Linked DNA regions of Mus musculus: all the other regions are linked to region 6. Evidence: chromatin contacts called from public Hi-C, HiChIP or PLAC-seq and promoter capture Hi-C data. All regions are on one chromosome and are shown on one strand. The core of a region is the stretch at or near the end of the contact, and the rest is flanking DNA. Distances in the headings are between cores, read along the strand shown. Region 1 has its middle 45 kb from the start of Gm21293. Region 2 holds the start of Lin7a (lin-7 homolog A (C. elegans)). Region 3 has its middle 230 kb from the start of Gm25143. Region 4 has its middle 15 kb from the start of Gm22945. Region 5 has its middle 75 kb from the start of Gm22945. Region 6 holds the start of Tmtc2 (transmembrane and tetratricopeptide repeat containing 2).

Evidence for each region. Promoter capture Hi-C pulls out the DNA fragments that hold promoters and counts their contacts. Hi-C and Micro-C count contacts between places; a contact is called where the count stands out from the background. HiChIP or PLAC-seq counts read pairs in DNA pulled down with a chosen protein or histone mark.
Region 1: a contact with region 6 is called in an H3K4me3 HiChIP or PLAC-seq map of neural tube, with 9 times the contacts expected there. The contact joins the enhancer-like site here to the promoter of Tmtc2 in region 6. A contact is called at or near these places in 8 of 39 promoter capture datasets (the C10 cell line, cranial neural crest, frontonasal cranial neural crest and 5 more) and 5 of 115 datasets of contacts at active chromatin or transcription factors (astrocytes, embryonic hindbrain, embryonic limb bud and 2 more).
Region 2: a contact with region 6 is called in a promoter capture Hi-C map of liver, with 2.4 times the contacts expected there. The contact joins the promoter of Lin7a here to the promoter of Tmtc2 in region 6. A contact is called at or near these places in 2 of 39 promoter capture datasets (hippocampal neurons and liver).
Region 3: a promoter capture Hi-C map of second pharyngeal arch cranial neural crest shows a contact between it and region 6, with 10 times the contacts expected there. The contact joins the enhancer-like site here to the promoter of Tmtc2 in region 6. A contact is called at or near these places in 3 of 39 promoter capture datasets (cranial neural crest, frontonasal cranial neural crest and second pharyngeal arch cranial neural crest), 6 of 115 datasets of contacts at active chromatin or transcription factors (astrocytes, craniofacial prominence, embryonic limb bud and 3 more) and 1 of 9 other capture datasets (pancreatic islet).
Region 4: a contact with region 6 is called in a Hi-C map of cerebellum, with 2.2 times the contacts expected there. The contact joins the enhancer-like site here to the promoter of Tmtc2 in region 6. A contact is called at or near these places in 9 of 39 promoter capture datasets (the 3T3-L1 cell line, the HPC-7 cell line, embryonic stem cells and 5 more), 3 of 484 Hi-C or Micro-C datasets (cerebellum and cerebral cortex), 7 of 115 datasets of contacts at active chromatin or transcription factors (astrocytes, craniofacial prominence, embryonic forebrain and 4 more) and 1 of 9 other capture datasets (liver).
Region 5: a contact with region 6 is called in an H3K4me3 HiChIP or PLAC-seq map of embryonic limb bud, with 6 times the contacts expected there. The contact joins the enhancer-like site here to the promoter of Tmtc2 in region 6. A contact is called at or near these places in 7 of 39 promoter capture datasets (the HPC-7 cell line, cranial neural crest, frontonasal cranial neural crest and 3 more) and 7 of 115 datasets of contacts at active chromatin or transcription factors (astrocytes, cardiomyocytes, embryonic forebrain and 4 more).

The regions. Positions count from the first base shown.
Region 1 is chr10:104,096,785-104,099,484 of GRCm38.p6, reverse strand. No RefSeq gene overlaps it. Among named protein-coding and RNA genes, the nearest start is that of Gm21293, 45 kb to the left of the region's middle. Within about 2 kb of position 1,449, at least 1 of the 459 cell types and tissues checked has an H3K27ac peak or open chromatin away from gene starts, as enhancers often do. A contact at or near this core is called in neural tube, where this site is marked.
Region 2 is chr10:107,270,254-107,273,153 of GRCm38.p6, reverse strand. It overlaps Lin7a (lin-7 homolog A (C. elegans)), which reads right to left and starts at 1,323. Exons shown (of 6, transcript NM_001039354.1): 1 at 1,212-1,323. The coding sequence starts at 1,293.
Region 3 is chr10:103,730,756-103,733,574 of GRCm38.p6, reverse strand. No RefSeq gene overlaps it. Among named protein-coding and RNA genes, the nearest start is that of Gm25143, 230 kb to the left of the region's middle. Within about 2 kb of position 1,379, at least 8 of the 459 cell types and tissues checked have an H3K27ac peak or open chromatin away from gene starts, as enhancers often do. A contact at or near this core is called in second pharyngeal arch cranial neural crest, where this site is marked.
Region 4 is chr10:104,454,910-104,457,609 of GRCm38.p6, reverse strand. No RefSeq gene overlaps it. Among named protein-coding and RNA genes, the nearest start is that of Gm22945, 15 kb to the left of the region's middle. Within about 2 kb of position 1,354, at least 9 of the 459 cell types and tissues checked have an H3K27ac peak or open chromatin away from gene starts, as enhancers often do. A contact at or near this core is called in cerebellum, liver and neural tube, where this site is marked.
Region 5 is chr10:104,394,514-104,397,213 of GRCm38.p6, reverse strand. No RefSeq gene overlaps it. Among named protein-coding and RNA genes, the nearest start is that of Gm22945, 75 kb to the left of the region's middle. Within about 2 kb of position 1,268, at least 1 of the 459 cell types and tissues checked has an H3K27ac peak or open chromatin away from gene starts, as enhancers often do. A contact at or near this core is called in embryonic limb bud, where this site is marked.
Region 6 is chr10:105,573,083-105,575,782 of GRCm38.p6, reverse strand. It overlaps Tmtc2 (transmembrane and tetratricopeptide repeat containing 2), which reads left to right and starts at 1,304. Exons shown (of 12, transcript NM_177368.4): 1 at 1,304-2,116. The coding sequence starts at 2,034. Gm15663 (predicted gene 15663) reads right to left here and starts at 1,232. Exons shown (of 3, transcript NR_038032.1): 1 at 96-1,232.

The DNA.
Region 1 (2,700 bases), core at 200-2,699, 1.5 Mb after region 6:
AGTTTCATGCAGAAAATATATGTAGTAAAATATCACCTATTCTTTTTCCAAATGAAAAGAGGTAGTTTTCAGAGACTAACTATACATGAGTCACTATCATATTCAGGATTATATGTCATAATGAACATTAATTTTCTAATGTTTAATGTCTTTGTAAATGCCTGATTTTTGTCAGGCAATGCTCTGAAATCACCTCTTGTATAAATCTCGCCAGAGTAAACAAAATGGAAAGCACACCATTGATTTATACTAAAACAATAAATCCTTTAGTGATGAGATCTAGCACTACCTGCCTTTCACTCAGTTCACTTTAGTCTTCTTCCCAAGTATTTGCAGGTGAACATTAAATTCTACCGTCTTCCTATTTGGCTGATTGTCAGACTGTGGGTAGCTAATTCAAATTACAACAAATTCTTATATATTTCATGTCCATTCATTCCCCTTGTACACATTTCTTAGATTTCCAAAGCTAACATCTTCACATTATTATTAAATGAGTCCTCAGCATATTGGGGGACTCAAATATATACTCAAATATATACAGTTATGAACTAAGATTTCATTAGATCGTTTAAATGTTGAATATGAATCTTCAAGGAGAGAATTTATACATCTGATTATAATAATATTCATTGTAAAATTCCAGTTAATTTCATAACTGATCAATATTTCTATTGGATTTTCACTACAACTTGTATATAATTTCAAGTAAAGGAAAACATTTGTCATTTCTAATTTTTATTTCTATGACTATCATATTTTATAAAAGGCTAGACTTGTAATATTAAAAGTTGTAAAATCATTGATCATATACACTACTCTAACGGGAACCTAAGAAAACATACCTGACATCCTTGTCTTTTCTAACATTTGTAAATCTTTTTCTTTTTTCTTTTTTTTCTTTTTTTTTCTTTTTTTTTTTTTTTTTTTTTTTTTTTTGGTTTTAATATACCTAGGGCATTCTCCTTTATTTGCTACTGTCTTATTTTTATAAGGATATGCTAAAATATCGTTTTTAGAACATATTAAATTATTCTCAGCTTTTTATATTTTAATTTGATAATATGAAACTTTTACTGCTGGGATAAGTGATTTAATTTATACAATTATTTTCTTCTGATTTTCTGAACTCATAAAACTTAGGCAATTTAGTTTTGACTCTAATTCTATGCTTATGTCCAAATTTCTACAACTATGTTAATTCATTTTTCCTCCATAAAATCTCCAGAGAATAGGTACCCTCACCTCTGTTCTCAAATTCCCACACTAAAAACATACTTAATGGTTTCTTGATTTATGTTTGTAGGGTTATTGATCTCCTGTCCACCCCACCAGAACTCAGAGAATTTGACTGCGTTTATGAGTCCCTAATGATATTCTGTTGTATTCATAGACTGGTGCCTTGTCTAGTCATCCTCAGACAGGCTTATTCTAGCAGCAGATAGAGCGGGCATAGAGACACAGTCATACATTATGCGAGGATGTCTAAGTTGGGGGTCTTTATCCAGTTCCTCCTCTAGGAGGTCAGAGAAAAGGAAGATAAAGATTTAGCAGTCAGAGGGGACTGAGGACATCAAGAGAATATGCCACACTGAATCAACTAAGCAGGGCTCATAGGGTCACCCAGAGACTGAAGTGGAAGCTCAGGGCCTCCATGGGTCTGCACTAGATCTTTTGTATACACGTTAAGGCTGTTAGCATGGTGGTTTTGTGGAACTCCTAATAGTGGGATTTGTGTGTCTCTGCCTAGTTTGCCTGCCCTCAGAATCTTTTTTCTCTTACTGGTTGCCTTGTCCAGCCTTGATGTAAGGACCTCTGACCTGTCTTATTGTACCATGTTTTGTCCTGTTTGGTTTTCTCTTGGAGGCCTGCACCTTTATGAAGAGAAATGGTGGGGTATTGAATCTGGGAAAGAGAATAGGTGGGCAGGGAGCTTAAGGAGTGGAGGGAGGGAAAACTGTAGTCAGGATGTATTGTATGAGAGAAGACTCTCTTTCCAATTTATATATATAATATATATATGTATGTATATATATATATATATACACACATATATATAGTATTTATGTATTTAATGTATTATATATATTGTATTTATGTATTATGTATTTATGTATTTATTTGTGGTGTGGTGTGTGTCATATATATATGACATACATAAATACATAAATAAATGCATAAATAAAATGAAACTCTGTAACTTTTGCAGGGAGAGGAAAAGATTTATTCAGCTTACACTTCCACATTCCTGTTCATCACTAAAAAATGTCAGGAATGGAACTCAAGCAGCTTAGGAGGCAGGAGGTGATGCAGAGTCCATGGAGGGATGTTACTTACTAGCTTGCTTCTCCTGTGTTTCTCAGCTTGCTTTCCTTATAGGAACCCTGAAATAGCAGTCCAGGGACGTCACTGCCCTTAATGTGCTAGGCCCTCCCACCTTGATCACTAATTGAGAAAATGCCTTACAGCTGTACTTCATGGAGGCCTTTCCTCAAGCGAGGCTCCTTTCTCTGTGGTAACTGTGGCTTTATCTTTAATTGGTGAATTTATTTTTTTTACATTTCAAATGTTAATCCCCGTGAAACAGGAAAATAAAGTCTTTTAGGTAGAGAGACAAAATATGAGGTTTGGAAAAAATATAAGTATTGTTACTTGTATATAGACAAATGTGTATATGTTATGTAAAAATATTCAGTATGC
Region 2 (2,900 bases), core at 74-2,573, 1.7 Mb before region 6:
CTTTGCCACTGTGCTCGCTGTACGATGCTCTTTTTGCTTTGCTGGGCCGCTAGTTTAATCCTCCAGAAAGAGAAATTTTAGAGGGACAAGGACTAAATCATTTTCTTCTGAGCACAGCATTTTCAAATGACTGCACCGGGTCCTAAGCCCCGCCGCTGCGGACCCAGAGCTAGAGGTGCCCTCTCTCTGCAGAGCTGGGGACTCTGGAGCCCTAATAACTAACTGGACCTGGTGAGGCAGAAAGGAAACTCCCATCCACCGCCAGGTACTACTCGGGTGCACTCAGCAGGGCCCGATCCTAGAGAAAGGTTTGGAAAGGTTTGGAAAGGTTTGAGCAAAAGCTCTTTCCGTTTCAGCCAAAGAGTAGGACGCACAGGTCACAGGCTAGAAGTTAAACAGTTACCCAGCCTGCGCTTTGTCTCCGCGCCTTCTGCAGCCCAGGCACTGAGGTACACTTGACTGGTGAAGAACAAGGTTTGCTGGAGCAGGAGACAGGAGTTGCTACCTCCCTGGAACTGCAGGCTGAGGGAGTACCAAGACCAGAGCCGCAGCTCCGAGCGGGAAGCTGGAGCCAAGCCGGCTCGGCTCCGGATGCGGTGTCCCTGAGCCAGCGAAGGTTGCCCGAGCTCTGCTCTGCCCTTTCGCCCGAGGGCAGCGCCCTAGCCAGGCAGTCCCGCGGCTTTGCACCCAGCTTCCCAGCCAAGCGCCCTGCCGCCCTGGGGCGATCTCCCAGTCACAACAGCTGCACAGACCCCTCATCTCCAGCGCGGGGACAAACTTCCTCCCTTCGGGTCCCCGCGCCGGCAGTTGGCAGCTAGCTTCCCCACTGGTCCCTTAGCAAGCTCTGGCTGGGAGAGCTTTCTCTGCCCCTCTTCAACCTCCAGTCACCAGCGCTCAGCGGTCCCGGCGCATCCTCTCCAACAAAGCCGGGGCCCGGAGGCGACCCGGCGAGGGACCGAGACTGTCAGCTGAAACATTCGAGCCCTGGCAAGCACCTACGCCCCGGAGAGCGCAGCAAGAAGGGGCAGCGGGGACCAGGAGAGGAGAGAGGGGAAGAAAGTGTCCTGCTCCGGGCGCGAAACCCTCCTGGGCTGATCCTCCTCCCCCAGCTGCCCCTGCCCGAGCGCATCCTGCCTTCCCTGTGGGACTGGGCAGGGCGGAGGGCGAAGCGGTGCGGACTGTGTGGCCTGACGGACCAGCCGCTCCCTTACCTCTGTCCAGAGTAAGCGGCTGGACCACTGTCAATGTCGCCATGTCTGCCGTGGGAGCCGAAGTGACGCTCGGCTTCAGCATCAGCAACCGCTTGTAGTGAGAAAAAGAGGAGGAGATTGGGGGCGGGGGTGGAGAGGGAAGACGGAAAGGAGGGGGAGGAGGGGGAGGCAGGAAGGTGGTGATGGAGGAGAAGAAAGCTCGGGTGGGTTGGTAGCCAGATGGAGACTCAACTGTTCCGCCGCGGCGAATCTTCAGTGCGGCGCCAAGCAGGGCAGGTAGCCGCGAGCGCCTGCCTGGCCAAGGAGCTGAGAAAGGAACGCTCAGCCCTAGAACTTTGCTCGCCCACCCGTCAGTAGCTCTGGGTGGCTGTAGCAGGTTTGCTGTCTTTCAACTTTCCACCTAAGCATAATGGTCAGAATGCACTCGAACCCAGAAGAAGAGGACTCAGAAACGGGAGAGAGACAGACAGGGGTAGAGAGGTGGGGGGACAGAATTCTTTTCAGATTAAGAAAAAATTTCAACCTCCCTTTCCACATCCCTTTCCAGAGGAAACGCCACTAGCCGTGGGAGATGTTGCTATATCATTGTAGTTGCTGTTAATTTCTGTTGAAGCTTTTTGTTTAGAACGTCCACTCTCAACAGCACAAGGTAACCGACTGAGGGCCAGGCAGGGTTCTGTTAAGTCAGTGTTCGTTTAGGACCTGGGTACATTGCCTAGGAAAATGACTTGCCTTTACAAGCAAACTTCCTTAAAAGGTTCTGAAATAAAAAACGAGTTGCTGTCAGTGAACAGTATTTATCAGGGACCCTCTCCTGTTAATCTGGAAGAAACTTGTATTCAGAGGTGCTATTTATTAATTAGCATGCATGACAAGAGTTGAGCCACGGATGTTTGGTGCCATTTGCTACATCTTAACCTGGGGATTCACTTTTGTTTTCTTTCTCTGCATCCTCCGAATTACAGGTAGATAATGTGAAAGGCCTTATTTCTGAGTCAGTAGATCACAGTTCAGTTCCTGGAGCCTTCAAATACTGACTATGAGCCTTAATCCCAACTTTCACTAAATGTTCACCAAGCCTCATTTCCTTATCAAACCATGAAGAAACATGGAGAAAGATCCTCTGGGCTTTACCGAGATTGGTGGACACAGAGCTGAGATGGCGATGCTGCCCTCCCTGTGACAGCTAAATCATCCTTGTGACCCAGAGACCCTCAGAGGTAGACCCACTGGGTTGCAGAGTATTTGCGTATGACCAAATGCTACGTTCTTCTAATGAGACTAAGAGGTGAGAAAGCTCAGAAATTCAGCAGGAATTGAAAAGTCAAAGATGACTGACCATCTAACTATGCAACAGATCATTGGATACATGCTGAACGTAGTCTTTCAATGTAGTCATCTTCTAAGAGTTTTAAGTTTAAGAACTTTAACCATGAAATTCAACTTTTCACAGCTCCCAGGATCTGACAAACTTGCAGTCCCTTGTGCATCCGCAGTTTCTTCATCCGTCAAATGAGGGACCAGCTTTACTCAATTGAAAAGTGATCAGATAATAGGAGGAAACTGATAGTAATTTGCAAGGTCTCTGCTGTTTCTGAGCTTTTGATAGAAAAGAATATATTTCCAAGATCATAAACATACAAATAACGTTATATGGACTGAGTGGGATATGTGTGTGTATATATATAT
Region 3 (2,819 bases), core at 130-2,629, 1.8 Mb after region 6:
GACTTGTGGACATCTAGTGCAGTAGAAACTTCTTGTAACATATAAGGATGCCCCTAGCAAGGACTCCTAGTAATGAAACTTATGGAGTCTAAATGGGTTATCACTCTTTAATCAGCCAAGACATCCAGTGGTGAGCCTTGGACACCAACCCAAGCACAAAATCTTTTACTCACAATGTATCCTGCTTACAAGTGGTGCAGCAATAGTGTTTCAGAGTTTGTGGGAATGGCCAGCCAATGACTAGCTCAACTTAGTGCCCATGTCACTAGAACAAGCCCATGCCTGACAGTACCTGAATGACCAGGAACCAGAAGATGGGTGGCTCAGAGACCTAGAAGCAGTGCCTAACCTAAACAACAACAGAGAGGCTTTCTCTTGCAACATACAGAGCAATACAGAGCAGATACAGAGATCCCTCGGTAGTCTAAATAACACCACAGAGACTCCTCAGGCAGCCTTAGCAAGAGATATTCTTTTCTGTCCAAAATTTCTCTGACAATGCTTTGTCCACTGGAGGAACTGGTATAACACAAATGACATTTCAGTGCTTAATATATGGAAATCCCTTAATTTCTGAATGTTGATCTCTTGTGTGCATCCATTAATTGCTATTTTTAAGACTGAGATGTTGAATTCATTTAATTGCTGTGGTGGGTGAAATGAGAAAACCTCCATAGGTTCATATGTTTGAATACTTATTGCCCTGTGGGTAGAACAATTTAGGATTAGGATCTATGGTCTGGTTCTAGGAAGAGTGTCACTGGCAGATATACTTTGATGTTTGAAAAACCTCCACACATTGCCAAGTTAGCTCTCAGTCTTATTTTAAAATGAGAACTCTCATCTATTGCTCCGCGCTACACTTTTCTGTCTGCTTCCAGGCTGCTCAGAATGGTGGTCATGGACTCAGTCTCTCACCCTGTACACCCTAATAAACTTTCTGCTATAAGTTGTTTTGATTATGGGGCATCTTTGCAACAATAGAGCTTTGAATTACATAGATCTGAGCTCTGTTCCGTGGATGATTTCAATACTTATTCTATAAAGTGTGTCTGTGTGTGTGTGTGTGTTTTGGATATCTGTGTATATTTTCTGGCATATGTAAGTTTTGGATATGTATGTTAAAATTTTTAATGACGTTTCTTTTTTCTTTTTCTTTTGTGTTAACATTAGGAGCATTCTTGCTATGTAATTTCCTTCTTGATCTCTAGTGCAATGTAAATCTGTGGGATGTTCTTTATATGAAATTAAAATATTCCGAAGGTTTTGCTTCCCTAGCCTATGGCTTTGTTACCTGACCCTCGAAATAGGCTTCCTTGTGAACGTGGGGACACTTCCTCTGTGCATCACTGCAGATTGAAATAATTGGTTCTGTAATTACAAGGGTTCTCTTAGGAAAGTGGAATCAAAGCAGTAATACTGCAATTTGCACATTGATCCCTGTACATCATTCTGTCAGACTTCTGCCCCTAAAAGGTTTCCGGAGATGATAATAATACAGTACAATACATTCATTTTGCTGTCTGCACGATTTGTGAGAAATTTCTCATTAATTACTTTCTGTTTCAAACATGATACTCTAATCCAAAACCAGATCCCTTTTCTCGAATAATTTCATCATGATGTTTAAATTCTTTCTCAGGAAGGAAAATAATAACCCCAGTTCTTTGTGAAGACATGATGAAATATTTCCATGACAGCTCATTTACAAAAAGCAACAATGAGCTCTTTCCAGAAACAAGGAAACAAATCGGTTCAGAGGAAACAGTGACCTCCACCTATTCAGACCCAAATGAACCTCTTTTATGGTTCAGAAATTCAGTTAGCTTATTTCTGTTTGTTTTCTTTTCCATTTTCATGCTTCTATGCATCTCCAGCTGGACTGGCTCTGAAAAAAGAAATACATTACAAGAGAGGCTGCTCTCATGTTTCCAATCTGATCTCAACCTCTATGGGAAAGGTTAAGACAATCACAAGAATGCAGCATTTGTTATCTGAGCCCCCATCTTTAAACCTTAAAAGGCTTACCCATCACTAGTTCTTAATTTCCAATGTTTCCTTCTGGCTAGAATATTTGTTATGATTAATATATCTGTGATCTTTCCTTTGTCCTCATCACATTCTCTTTCTCCCTCTGTCTTCTACCGATAAGGATCATTCTGCTTTTCCACTCACATAGATTCGCTTATTTTCAGCCCTTTCATCTTCTGAAAGGTTAACATTGGATTCATGGCTAAGGAAACATTGAGAAATCCCCTAGAAAAATATATTAGATAGAGATTGTTAATTTTTATGATTTTTTTACTTTAAAGCAATATTAATCCCACATACAGTTTATTTTCAAAGATTTTACAATCAAGGTAATACTGAACACATAATATAAGACAGTAATAAACATTGATTTTATTGTAAAGTAGATATAATTAAGAAGTTCCACACTCACTCTTACATAAATATTTTCTTTAAGGTAAAAAATTGAAAATATTATTTTCAAAATAAGGTGTTTTATTGCTACAAGAAATTGAAGCTGTTGTTGGCTTTGGTTCAGTTTTCTGATCTATAAACAGTAATAGGAGAGAAGAAATTCAGGGAAAATGAAATGTGAATTTATCATTTAAGTCTGAAGTCCTTTGCTTTTGTAATTATGCTTGTCCTTTTGCTTTCCAATATTCTGCTTTTATGTCATTTGTATTTGTTTCAGTGTAGGTTTCTTGTGATTTTATACTTTATTTTATTTCTATTTTTCAATTTTATTTAATTGTTAAAGAGAAGAAAGGAAAAAATACAAGTTGAGTAGGTGAAGAATCTGAGAGGAAATG
Region 4 (2,700 bases), core at 105-2,604, 1.1 Mb after region 6:
GAAATGCAGGCCCAGGCCCAGGGGATGTAGCAGAGACTGAAGGAATGGTGAACTCATAACCAGCCCAACTTGAGATTCATCCCATGGGCAAAAGCCATTCCATGACATTATTTTAGTGACCTTTGTTATGCTTGCAGACAGAAGTCTAGCATAGTCTCTGAGAGGCTTAACCCAGCAACTGAATCCAATGGATGCAGACACCCACAGCCAAAAGAAGATGGAGTTTGGGGACTCCTATGGAAGAATAGGGGGAAGGATTGTAGCCAGAAGTGTATAGGACCTCCACACGAAAACCATCAGAGTCAACGAATGTGGAACCTTAAAGCTCTTAGAGAGTGAACTACCAATCAAAGATCATATAGATTGGACCTAGGTCTTTCTGATCATATGTAGCAGATGTGCAGCTTGGTCTTCATGTGGGTCCTGAACAAATGGAGCTGGGGATATCCCAAAAGCTGTTATTGTTCATCAGATATGTTCTTTAGCTGGACTGTCTTGTCGAGCCACAGTAGGATAGGATGTACCTAACCCTGCAGAGAGTTGATGAGCTGGTGTGTGTGTGGGGGGGTAGGGTACCCAGTATGAGGACATACCATCTCGAGGAAAAGGGACGGCAGAATAGGGGAAGGATTGTGGGAAAGGTGACTGGGAGGGATGGCAATAGTCGGGATGTAATGTAAAATAAATTAAAAATTTAAAATAAAAGGTACTTTCTAGCATAAAGCACTTAACAATCTAATTCACACCAGTAAACTCATGAGTATAAAGGATTTCAAATAATTGTAATGATTAATTCATAACTCATTGTACTATTATTCTATTTTTTTAAAGGACAAAGACTTTTAAGGTATAAGAAATCCCATTTTGATGTATGCATTCGATATTTACTATATATAAGTAAATTACTATATGAATCACATTTAAAGTTCTAGTTTTTTGGCATACATGGAGTAAAAACAACTGTACTCAAAAAAATATTGCCACAAAAAATACTGTACCATTATCCCTTTGTAGTAATCAGCATTCTCTATTTAGTTTTCTTATAAAACTGCAAGGCAGCAGTACCCTTAACCTACCTTGCTTCATTGTCTTTCCCTTCCTGTTTCTGACAAATGCTGTTTTGCTTCCCGTATCTATATATCCAACCTTGCTTAGTTTCTAAAATTGAGTGAGGTCATATACTATTTTTCTTTTCTGTGTTCGGCTTGCTTCATTTAGCACGGTGTCGTTTGGATTCAGCCAAACGGAAAAAAAATGCATTCCCCTTTCTGTAACTGAGCAGCGATACATGGCCGATCTCCCTGAACGTATTGTGCTTATAGCCTTTGTCTTTTAACCATTCACACTATCATAAATAATCTCTTCTGTCATCAAGATTTAGAGGCACCCAGGGTGCCGACGAGTCATTCCTGTGAGCATGTCTATGAGGGCATTTCCAGAGGGAATTAACTGTGAGAACAAGACTCATATTAAATAAAGGCTGAAACTTCCTAAGGTCCAGAGGTCTCGAGAGGTAAAAAGGAGGTGGCGAGGTGCAAGGGGAAGGGGATATGCTAGACTCCTGTCTGCCCGAATGTCATTTTTTCCTTGACTTCACTTTCTGGCTCACAACTACTTTAATTTCTCCGTTTTGCTCTGCTCTCCACTATCTTCATAGCAGACAGGACTTGCTGAATCTATGAGCTCAAATTAAATAGCCTCTTAAGTTGTTTATTTCACGCGTGGTTTTGCAGTGATAAAGTCATTGATGCATATACAAGTCCCTCCCAGGTCTTTGCTGTTGTGACCCATGCTGTTGTGAGCAAGAGAGTGAAATTCAGAGGCTCACATTCTCTGGCTGCTTTTTCTGGGAAATGAAGGCTGAGCCGTTTGGTTTCTATTTTTAATTTGAGTGGACTTTGTCTGCTGCCTTGTCTAAAAGCTATTCCAGTTTACAACCCTGTCAATAGCGTTCAGCTTTTCCCTTTTCTCCACACACTCGATAGCACCTTATCCTCATGGGTATGAAATGTTACTGCACTTTGTTGGAGATTTACTTCTAATGATGATGGGCACTGAAAATACTTGCATTCACCCGCTAGCCAAGTGTGTGGATTTCATAGGTAAAAAAGAAAAGAAGTGTCCTTAATTCACTGCAAAATTATCCATTTACTTTTGTTGTCAGCAGGTTGTGTGTGTTCCACTAGATTTCCAAAATCGGGATTTATGTATCGTTTCCAAGACTTGAAAATATACTCCCACTCTAATTTTAAATATATTTTGAGCCCTGGAGTCTCGTTTCTACTTCTGAAATTCTAATAGTAACGAAATATTTTCTACCTCTTCATTTCTTATAAATTACTTCTTCACTTCATTTTTTCCTTTCTGCTCTTCTTATAGGATGCTTTCAAACTATTTGCATTTGAGAGAACTAAACCTTTGTTTCACTTGGCAATTCTGTCAAAATTTATTATTGAATATTTATCTTTTTACTGTATTTTCTGCTCTACTACTTCTGTCTACATTTCTAAATTTTTCTATGCATTTGTTAGCATTCAGTTTGCCTTTAATTATTTTTCTTGATTTATTGAATTTATTTAATAATCATTCTTAGATTTTTGTTTCTGTGTATACCATTAATCTATATTACATTAGAGTTAGACTCTAGAAATGCATCTTGTTTTTTGGATATTTCTCTATGCCTTCCCTTGTCTTGCCCTT
Region 5 (2,700 bases), core at 19-2,518, 1.2 Mb after region 6:
CAGAGAAAATCTATATAATAGAATCATGTGGATTCAAGTTGTATAGTTTAAGACAAAAAACATTCATAGACATTTGTTTTGGGCACATATATTTAGAAGAAAACAAAAAAAGAATAATGACCTTGTATCTGAATTTATATTGGAGGTACAATAGAGTATGCAAAAATAATAGAAATTAAATGAGATCAATAGGAAGAAAATAAAAGAAAAAAATATTCAAATATGTTCATAGAAATGTTCATCAAACTCATAGTCCTATCTGGAAAAATGAAACACCTTATAATCACTCACAATTCATATGAAAGAAAAAACTCCCAAGAAGGAAACAATGTATCTATTGACATGTTAAGAAACAGAATGTGTGAAATAAAAAAAAAAATCTCTCAAAAGATCCTTAACATAGTTTGAGGTCATCAACAGATTATCCAATAAAATTTTAATTGTGAAGATAAACTCAGTAATGTTAATCTGTTCATTTTACTCATTGAAAACGTCATGAAGATTAAAATGTTTAAATATGAAGTCCCACTAGAAGTAATTATGTGCTTCTTGAGAAGTTATTCATAATTTATTTTATAGCAGGAATATTCTATATTAGATATAAATTATTTGGTGTAAGGATAGTTTTCATGTTTAACAGGAGTTGGTATCAGTCTGTGAAGCTGCCTGATTGCATGTTTTAATAGTGGGCCACCGATTCCAATTACACAGACTTACTCTTCTAATTATCCATAGACCATAGATGCCGAAGACGATGTAAATGTACTAGGAGATGGGGCTGTGTGCATTTCAGGAAAAGGTTTATGCTTTCAGTGTTCTTTATTCTATCTCTTTGTCTTTCTATATTATGGAACAAAAATTTAATCAGAACAATAAAACCTGTTGTTCAGGGTGAAGAATAAATTATGTTTTATTAATATACCCTTTTAGAAAGCAATTTAAAACTATAATTTGACATCATAATCTTTAATATAAAGATCTTATTTAAAAATTGTATTTCTATACTGTTTGCTGTGGAAATTCTCTATAAATTTCAGGGAATTTTTGAAATTGTTCTTGCCTTGGCTTAATGATCTGAATTTTAACAGGGTTATATCATATTCAATAAATTTATTCAGATCTTGAAGTATTCAAGTAATGGAAACTATGCCTTTGTAAAACCCAGGAATGTTAGCCTTTGATTTTTTATGGTTTAGACTGCTTTATGACCCTCTCTCAATAAAAACTATAAAATTAAAATGACCATGCAAAGGTTTATGGAGCACCTCTGACCCAGCATGGAGAAGCTAAAGGCAGTGCAATTGCTTCTTGGATCTGTTAAAGTAGCACGGGGTGGGATGGGGAGCTGATTTTGCAAGGTGAGGGCAAAGAGAACATCTGGAAAACCCATCATCTGGCAGCTGGACACAGAAAGAAATAATGTCAGATACTCAAATTATGTTTTAAACATTTATATATATATATATATATGGACACTTCAGCCATTATGACTTAGGGAAAATAAAAGAAAGAATGATAATAATAGACATGTAATCACTCCTGAAATCACAAAAATTAAATTATTAGGATATTAATCAATTTTAATATCACATTTTGTATTTCTTCTTAGTTTTATAGCAAACAAATGATATATAATGCATATATACATATATATATATATATATATATATATATGCACATATATACTTTATATATATGCACTGATCATGCTCAACAGATTTATTCTTCTCATGTAAATACTTTAGAGTGAATTTTCTAAAAAAAATAGTTAAATAAAACTTCTCATCAACATTACCTCCTTTATATGAGCTGAACAAGGAAGACAATAATTGACATTCTAAGTTGGACAATGGTAGCCTACAAGACTTCAACTCTACATAAAGAAATGTAGGCAACCAAGGAATATTAGGAGTGGAATAAATAGTCTTCACTATTGATGAAAACATCAATTGGTTATCCAATTCCCAGTGGTCAGCCTGGAAAACATATACAATAGTAAGCTTGTACAGACTGACTGATTGTGCTTCTATATTTAAGAAAAACATACACATATATTTATAAAAACAGTTACTGTTAAAAGATAAGAATAATTTGAAAAAAAGGTTTAAGAGTCATCTATGGGAGAGTTTGTATGGAGAAAAGAGAGTGGGGAAATAACGTAATAACATTAGTCTCAATATGTAAACCAAATTACTTTTAAAAATCAATAATCGAGGCCATTGATTCATAATCGCTACTTGTCAGTAGCCTGCGTGAAAAGCTGCAATCAGAGGGCTGAGAAATTCAGGAATGTATTGTGACAATATTAGAGCAGGTAATACTTTTACATTTTCAAAATTTTCTTAAAATATTTTTCTGTTTCTTTGTTAAGGGTAATCTATAACTAGTAATCTAAGCAAACTAAAAGAGGTATTGCCTTCACTTTCTCTTCTCTCCTTTAATGAGAAACTAGTTACAGTCATAAGTAATCTATGGCTAGTTGAGTACAGAAGCATCTGCTATTCTCAAAGCTTTTGCATGAGACTTTTATATTGATCTTTGTAGGTCCAGCAAATAACTCCATTTAAGGAAAAGGAATGCTGAGGTTTCAGCCAATAACATCCTCTTTATAAGGAAGCAAAAGCTTTTTCATGGATAATTTTTGCAGCCTCTCCTATAAATCATAGTATCTAGATTATGTCACATGGCTTTTTCCAGGTA
Region 6 (2,700 bases), core at 55-2,554:
AAGAATCACCATCTTCAATATATTATTTGAGAACTTCCTACGTGCTCATAATATTTTGATCAAATCACAATTTGCCTGTTGGAGGTTGAACACACATTTGTCAGTTTCCAAACGATTTCTTTGTGAAGTCAGACATCCTTATTCTGCAGGCGTTCAAACTTTTCAGATCGCTGCCACATACCCAGGGAGTCCACTTTCCTTATTATCTTTGAAGAGCTTGCTGGTTAGGTGCAAAAGGGGAAGTTGGAAGTCAGCCCTGCAAGGACGTGTTTTCTGTGCCCTGTAGCTTCCCCACAGCAGGGGGCGCTGCAGTCGTGTTCATCATAGTCCAAGGGAGCGACCAGGGCAGTCAGAAAGGGAACCAGGCAGGAAGGGGGTGTGGCAGACAGCTCTCGGATCTCTTTGGTCATGCAACTTTAGTACCCAGCGCTCCTTCTGCCCAGACCATTCTTCTGCACCGTATTTCATCATGTTGGATGCCTTCCATCCAGTCTTGCATCCGGGCGGAAAGGAAAGGGCATTAGCTTTCCGCTCTGCTGGGTTTAAGGATGCCGTTGTAGAGGGTTGCATTAGCGTGGTCTCTTCTATAGTCTCAGAGTCAGCTTGACAGTCCTGAACCACTAAAGACACCCATCCCCACGCAATTTCTGAGGAACGCGTGGGTGTTTCTTACCTTCTTGCCTCTCCTCTTTCATTTCCTGGATCCCTTTTCATGATCTTACTGCGGGGCACGCGTCTTTCCACTAATATTAATGTCGACCGTCACGGCGTGGCCTCGGAAAACTCTCTCCTAAACGCTGCTTCCCTGGCTCTTCAACAGGCCCTTCCATCCCAATTCAGCTCACGCATCGCGCGCGCGCGGGGCAATAGATCCTTAGTGTCAACCGAGGTTGCCAGCGCTCTGCAAACCTGTTCTACCTCTCCGCGTCCCGAGAAGTCTCTCCAGCTGACCAGTCTTTTGCCTGACAGCTCTTGGCACTAGACGTTTGGCTTGCGATCTAGAGCGTGCAAAGCGCCTCCCCGCAGCACTGGGCAAACCATTGACTCCTCCTGTCGCCTCTCTCCTCCATCTCCCAGAGCCCAGGGCACACTCTAGCTATCGTTTTGGGCAATCTTCCAAAAGTCATCTTTGTCCTGGGCTTTGGGGGAGGCTTTCCAGAGTCAAAAAGAAGGTGAAGGAAGATGAAGAAGAGAGTGGGGCCAGAGTACCAGGCTGGAGCAGCTAGAAGAGTGGGCGGAGCCTCCAGCCAGTGGGGGTAGACAGGGAGGAGTCTGCGGGGAGGATCTGGGTGGAGAAAGGGGCCGGGCTAGCTTAGGGTGGTGGGCTGGCCACGCAGGCGCGTGGGGCCGCGACGAGAACCCCACGCGGGAGCTTTTGGAGTCCCCAGTCGCCGCTTCTCACTTCACTGGAGAGGGGTCCGGGAGGGAACCAATAAAGAGTGAATGTGCCGCAGCCGCGGTGGCGGCCGAGTTGCTGCGAACGGCCCCGGAGTCGTGCGCCCGGGAGGCGGCGAAGGGAGGCGGTTCGCCTCGTCCCTCCCACCCGCCCCTTTCTCTCTCGGTCTCTCTCTCTGTCTCTCCTTTCCTCCCGCTGGTCCCAGATCCTCGCTCTGTCCAGCCCTTTGGTCCCCCCTCTTGCACTCTTCTATCTCCGCAGTCCTTTACCTTAGGGCGTCCCAAAGTGCCATGGGTTAGGGTGGGGACCGCGAGCCGCGGGAAAAGGACAAGCCCCGATTCTCCGCCGGGGGGCGTGAAGCCGATCGCCGCTTGCCTCTCGCGGTTGTCGGGTATGGGGAGAGCGGTGTGAGCCCGCAACCCCCGGAGCACGCAGGAACAGCGGAGCCCGGCGCCCCGAGGAGGAGCCCGGGATCGGAAGAAGGAGAGGAGGGAGGACGAGGAGGCGGGCGGGGAAGCCGGGGAAAAGTGCAGCCAAGGAGGAGAAGGCGGCGGAAGGTGGGGATTGATGCTTCTGTTTTTTGTTGCCGCTGCTGCGCTCGCGCTGGGAGCCAAGCCGGAGGGAAGGCGGTGGAGAGATGATTGCAGAGTTGGTGAGCAGCGCTCTGGGGCTCGCCTTGTATCTCAACACCCTGAGTGCTGATTTCTGCTACGATGACAGGTAAGTGGGTGAGAGAAAGGGGCAATGGCTGCGGTGCGACGGGGGTGGGGTGGGGGCTCCTCGGTGGCTCTGGTACTGCTTGCTGTCAGGCTGAAGCGCGTCTTGGGGGCGGGGTTGGGGGGACAGGTATCTGCACCTGAAGGTTTAGGCGACACGGAAACCGTAACACCTAAAGCAAACAGCCGGGACGGACGCAGGCGCGCTGGGCGGGCCGAACGAGTTTCCGCTCCTACTTTGCAGCAGGTTCTTGCTTGCTTCTTGCTGGTTGGCAGGCGCTTAAGTTTCTTTGCGGAAATCCAGGCAATTTGGAAGACTGTTTAATGAACCCACGTTAAACAAACAACCAGCCAAAGTAAAAATTCCAATAACAATCCTTGGTATACCTTGGTGCAAAAAAAAAAAAAAAAAAAAAAAAAAAAAAAAGAAAGAAAGAAAGAAAGAAAGAAAGAAAAAGCATATTAAGCGATTTTACGTGTGGGCTGGAAGGAAGCACCTCTGCACCCCTAGAAGATCCTCCCCGTGTGGTTTCCTTTTATTGATAGGACACTGATTTCTCGAAGTTAAACGCACATATGACAGTTGCC